Regions from separate parts of the Sus scrofa genome. Here region 1 is linked to region 2. A link is a contact called in public HiChIP or PLAC-seq data. All regions are on one chromosome and are shown on one strand. Each heading gives the region's core, a stretch centred on a gene start, on an enhancer-like site or on the middle of the called end of the contact. The rest is flanking DNA. Distances are from core to core; before and after follow the strand shown.

Region 1 (2,864 bases), core at 146-2,645, 76 kb after region 2:
GTAACAGGTGACAATATGGACCAGGATGTTGGGATACTAGAGAGAAGCGGAAGTCAGGGAAGCAATCTGCCCTCTTCCCCAACACGTGTGGAGGGATGGAAAGAGCAGAAAGACCTATGTTCAAAACCCAGCTCCACCACTCACTGTGTATTAGCAGAGATGGCCAGATAGGCATTGGCAGAACACCTCCCCTCTCTGAGTTTGGGATGGGCAAATGGCCACCTGGCTTGTGGCTACATTTCCCAGGCTCCTTTGTAGCCTGGTGTGGCTATATTCTCGCCAAGACATTGTAAATGGAAACTTCCCACCCTTCACTTTCTCACTTTCCCATGGACTGGAACACATACGTGGTGGTGGCCAAGCAGCTTCAACCAAGTGGACAAGACAACACTCTAATGACAAAACGAAAAGGAACACAGGTAGCTCACAGGGCAGAGTTATGTGTGGTCCCATTATACAGATGAAGAAACCGAGGTTCAAGGCGAACAGAGTATCTAATGACAAAACGAGAAGGAACACAGGTAGCTCACAGGGCAGAGTTATGTGTGGCCGCTCCACGCACGTGCCTCTAAACTGTTACATGAGAGAGCAGCCCACTTGGATCTGGTTTTAGCGATGGTATTTTGAGGTCTCTGTTAGAGCATCTTAACTCTTACCCTATCTTATACACAGTGTGACCTTGAACAAATTACCTGACATTCCTAAGCCTCAGTTTCTACATCTTCAAATCCTTCATAAAGATTAAAGAGGAAGGAGTTCCTGTCGTGGCTCAGCAGTATGAAATCCGAATAGCAACCATGAGGATGCAGGATTGATCCCTGGCCTCACTCAGTGGGTTAAGAATTCAGTACTGCCATGAGCTGTGGTGTAGGTCACAGAAGAGGCTCGGATCTAGCATTGCTGTGGCTATGGTGTAGGCTGGCAGCTGGAGCTCCAATTCGACCCCTAGCTTGGGAACGTCCATATGCCACAGGTGCAGCCATAAAAAGACAAAAAAAAAAAAAAAAAGGAAACAAACAGAACACCTAGTACAATGTCTGGCACATGATAAAAGCTCAACAAATGGGCCTCTGGGCCTGTTTCCCCATCTGTAAAATGGGTGTATTAATCAATCCTTCCTTTGTGAAATCCAAATGACATAGCTATAAAGATGATATGCAAACTGTGAAGCCCTGTACAAAAGTTAGCATTGCTTTAGGATGCTCTGGAAGCCTTGTTTGTGCTGCATAAATGCTTCACCAACATCCATAAAGACAGTGAGCCAAGCACATTGTGCCCCTGGGGACAAAGAGAGGTCAACTTGCATCTCCTGATGATGTTTCCAGCCTGTGAAATCCCAGCAGTTTGCACGCCTGAGCCCTGGACCATCTGACCTTCCTCCAAGCCAATGCCAAATGGTAGATGTCAGCAGCTTCATGGCCCTCTGCAAACCACTGCTGGCAACAGCAACCCTACATGGGATAGCATTTCAGAGTTTACAAGAGTCGTTCCACAGCCGCAGATTCTCTGGAGCACCTTGGAACCCAACAAGACAGGCAGGACAATTTGCATCAGAGGTAACTGGGGTGCTGAGGTTCTAAGATGGACCACAACTTGCCCAAGGACTTAGAATTCATGTGTGGGATCCACCCTACATAACCCATATCTCAGGCCTGCATCTGAGTCTAAAGTTCTTTCCATTTCCCTGTTATACGCCACCTACAAAAGAGGAAAACATGCTCATATGGGGCCTAAGTCACAAAGCATAACCGTGAAACCTACTCATTTATTCAACAAACACAGAGGATCTGGAGAGGCCCTGCAGAGACCACTGGGTCAGGGACCCAGTCTGCTGGACCGGAGGACTACACGGTGAGGGTCTACCGTGCCCAGCACTTCACCCAGGCCATCTCTAATTCTTACAACGAAGAAAAGTCCACAATTTTATGACAGGCAATGGAGGTTCAGAGACACTGAGTGATTTGTTTGAAGTCACTCAGCCACTAAGTGCTAGGCCACTAAAGGCTTTCTTCTCAAGAGTGCAAAGGACTTCCCAAAATGTCTTCAGTGTAGAATTTCCAAGAGAGAATTATGGGTGCCACAGCACCTACTGGGTGCTGACACACGACATCAAGTGACCAAATATCAATGATTTTCTCTTTTTCATTTCCAGCTTGATAATTTTATACAATCATAGAATGTCAGAGGGAAAAAAAAAAAAAGATAATCTAGTCAAACCTCCCCATCATACAGGTGAGGGAGCTGCGGACCAGAAACCATGTCTTGTCCAAGGCCACACAGCAACTTCTATCAGAACTGGAATTCAAGCCATGCATGTCTGAACTTCAAGTCTCAGTTATTTCCGTGTTCTGGATGCCCAGCCCGGGGCTTGGCACTTACTTTCATGTTCTTTCTGGATGCCCGGCCTGGGGCTTGGCACTTACTTTCATGTTCTTTCTCATCCAGAAGTATCACCAACTTTGAGGCAGGGACTAGTTGTAGTTCATCTTCATGTCTCCAGCGCATGGCATGCAGAATAATGCCCTCAATAAGTGTGTGGTAACTGACTGGTATGAAACAACAATAACTATCCCCATTATACAGACGAAGAAGCTGAGGTTCAAGGCAAACAGAATAGCTGTCCAAGGTTACATAACTCACAAGTGGCTGTGGGCGGGAGGCCCTAGGCAAAGCACCAGCCCCTCCCAACCTGGAAAACAGGCACAGCATTCGGTCTCAAATAAGGATGGACCCTCACCCACCTCCTCGCAGTGTTGGAAGAGCCCTGGGGAAGGGGTCCTGCAGGAGGACCAGGTACGTGACTCAGCTGGAAGCCATGACAAGTGTGCAAGGTGGAGGAAGACCCACCCCAGCAAGGCCCCCAC
Region 2 (3,180 bases), core at 429-2,928:
TGTGGAAGTCCAAAGGAGGTGGGCACATCTCAGCTGGAGGAGAGAGGGATGGTCTCCTGGAGAAAGTAATGCCTGAGGCTGATTGCCCAAGAGTGAAAAAACTTTAGCCAAGTCTAGTAGAGTAGAAAAGGCATTCCAGGCAGCAATAAGAACAAAGCCAAAGACTCAGAAATACCAAAGACCACAGTATATATGTGAGAACCAGAGCTGAAAGGGTAAGCTGGTAAGTGGTAGGAGATGACTCTAGAAAGGTAGGCAAGTCCAGGTCATGAAGAGCCTTGCTGCCAAATCAAGATGCATGAGTTTCCTTAGGGCTGCCATAGTGAATGAACCGCAAACATGTTGGCTAAAAACAACAGCAGCTTCTTCTCTGACAATTCCAGAGGGTAGAAATCTAAAAACAAACAGCCAACCCTGTCAACAGGGTTGTTTCTTGGGGAGAACAGGGAGAATCTGTCCCAGTCCCCTGCCTAGTTTCTGGTGGTTGCACACCACCCCCACCTCTGCCTCCATCTTCACTTGATGTTCCCTGGGTCCACGGTTCCCTCTTCTTATAAGGACCCCAGTCATTGGATTAGGATGAGCCCTCATTTTAAGATGATTACCTCTGCAAAGACCCTTTTCCAAGTAAGGTCCCATTCACAAGCACGAGGGGACAGGACTTGAACACATCTCTGGAGGGAACAAAACTCAAGCCACAACACACAACTGCATCACCATGGCAGGGATGGTGAGTTTTATTTAGGCTTTAGCGGGAAGAGGAGATAGGTCTCTTCCTCTGGTCCTGTTGCTTTGGTCACTGGGAAGCTTGGGATCAGATACATCTCATGTGCACACATGGGCCTTCTGGAGGGAGCACATGTACAGGAACTACCATTTCTACTTCGTTTATGAGTATTATTTCTGCCGGCCTCTCATTTTCTTCCTATCCTTAGGTATCAGTTGGAGTCCAGACTAACAGGAAACATATGGTGCTCTGAAATTAGTGTAATTCAAGCAGGCTTTATTTACAGGAGGGCTACTTACAGAGGTGAGGGCTGGAGGTAGGGGAGGTACACAGGGACCACAGGCCAGTTTCTCGTCCCAAGGGAAAGAACAGTTCCCCTGTCTAGAAACAGAGATTCTGGTTGAGAAGGTCACCTTGAAAGGATCCATGTCCTCCACAGAAGGACCCCAATGCAAATTCATGACAGCACCCCCTCTCCTCTCATCTCCTGTTGGTCATGCCCAGGGCCACACCCATGGCCACAGCCACAGAGGCTCTAGATGTAGGCTACACAGGTCAGTGCCCCAGAGCACAGAGCAGGACGGAGAAGGGTGGAGAGTGGATCGGGAGGGACAAACAGAGGACCCCCAGAAAACCTTGTTTTTCCTTCTTCTGACTTCCTCATTTATTTTTCATTCTTTTATTTCTCATACTCTATATGTTTGGGTCAGCTACCTCAAACCCTTCCATTTAGGGGGAATAAAGGATAGATAGATAGATAGATAGATAGATAGATAGATAGATAGATAGATAGATAGAGAAATAAAAGATAAATATAAAACGTAGAGATAGAACTTCCTGCCCTGTCACCCAGATGCTCTGTCCCCCGGAGTTTGCACGCTGCCGTGCAGCCTGCAGTTGATTCACCCTGAGTGGTCACAGAGCCCTTTGCGAACATTCTTCTGGCCGCTCAACCAGTTACATAAACTCCCGGCAGGCTCCCTATTGCCAGAGCTTTCCAAGGACATACTTGAGACAAGAGTCATCCTGGCATGGAGTGCTTCTGACAGATGTTGTGGACTGCCATGCGCGAGAGGCCCCGATGGGGTCCTGGCAGGGGCGGAGGGAGCCCTGGGAGGGTACACGTGCTCCTCGTCTCACATGGAGAACACATCAAATGATTCTGGTCACATGCTGGGAAGATCGTCTTTCCTCCCCAAGCCCCAGCTCACTGCAGGAGTATTTAGACACAGAGTATTTAGGCGCAGATGTCAGAGCTGGAGGAGACCCTTGAGGCCAACGCATGCAAGCCCTTGGTCACACAGAGATGCAGACTAAGGACCGGGGAGGGCAAGCTAACAGGGCATCGTGGCTAGGGGCTGCTGAGTGCCCACGCTCTCCCAGCCATGCCCAGTGTGCTAGGTTCATTCATTCAAACCACAACTCATCAAAGATCTGCTGTGTACCTGCTACATGCAGGCACCAGGCCAAAAAGTGGAGATCCGTATGGGGACAAGGCCAGTGTTACCCTGTCACTGTGGAGGCTACAGAGTAATAAGCTTTATATCACTATCACTACAACCCTGTAAGGTGAAGGCAGGTCTTGGAGACTAAGTGAATCTGCCCAATACTGCCCCCTTTGAAGAACTGGAAAACTAAAAACAAGAAGGTCACATCAGAGTTTCTGTTGTGGCGCAGCAGAAACGAACTTGACTAGTATCCATGAGGATGTGGGTTTGATCCCTGGCTTTGCTCAGTGGGTTAAGGATCCAGCATTGCTGGGAGCTGCAGTGTGGGTCACAGACACTGTGGCATAGGCTGGCAGCTCCAGCTCTGATTCGACCCCTCGCCTGGGAACTTCCATATGCCGCAGGTACGGCCCTAAAAAAAAGTCATCATGTGCAAGTAAAATGTTCATCTTTCATGGAGCATCACATAGACGTGGAGAAGGAGGGAGAAAAGGCTTCCAGACCTGGAGGCCTGGCTCGTAACCCAGCTGAAGATACCAATGTTTCTAAAGGAGAAGACTTTGTCTGCAGGATTTGGGTCAGGCGTGGAGGCCAGGAAAATGGATAACAGAGGCTTCTGTTTAGAAAAAGGTCAGCAGGTGCTGCCTCGGCTCTCTTGTGGGCTTTCTCCCTGATTTCATTGACTAAAACAGGAAGAAAAGCTTGTTGCCTCAACCTCAGGGAAAATGGATTTTCTCTTCAAATCAGTTCTGTGGCAGCCAATTGACTCTAAGAATCAAAGGAGTTCAGACTCAGCACTGAGCCAACCCAAGGCTGTGAGTTGAAAGGGCTTGTGCCTTCAACAATGGAGTTCTAATAGAAAAAGACTTGATGTCAAAAAAAGAGACTTTATGTCAAAAAAACAAACAAACAAAAAAAAAAAAACCTAGTTCAAGCCCTGGCTCCACCCCCTAAAAGCTCTGTAACTCTGAGCAAGCCACTTACACATCAGAGTCTCAGTTTTCA

The links. HiChIP or PLAC-seq counts read pairs in DNA pulled down with a chosen protein or histone mark.
Region 1: a contact with region 2 is called in an H3K27ac HiChIP or PLAC-seq map of skeletal muscle. The contact joins two enhancer-like sites. A contact is called at or near these places in 3 of 47 Hi-C or Micro-C datasets (psoas muscle and skeletal muscle) and 1 of 2 datasets of contacts at active chromatin or transcription factors (skeletal muscle).

Annotation. Positions count from the first base shown.
Region 1 is chr6:157,092,611-157,095,474 of Sscrofa11.1, forward strand. The region is part of intron 2 of LOC110261421 (a long non-coding RNA gene); the gene reads right to left. Among named protein-coding and RNA genes, the nearest start is that of USP24, 130 kb to the right of the region's middle. Within about 2 kb of position 1,396, at least 3 of the 83 cell types and tissues checked have an H3K27ac peak or open chromatin away from gene starts, as enhancers often do. A contact at or near this core is called in skeletal muscle, where this site is marked.
Region 2 is chr6:157,016,368-157,019,547 of Sscrofa11.1, forward strand. No RefSeq gene overlaps it. Among named protein-coding and RNA genes, the nearest start is that of USP24, 200 kb to the right of the region's middle. Within about 2 kb of position 1,679, at least 25 of the 83 cell types and tissues checked have an H3K27ac peak or open chromatin away from gene starts, as enhancers often do. A contact at or near this core is called in skeletal muscle, where this site is marked.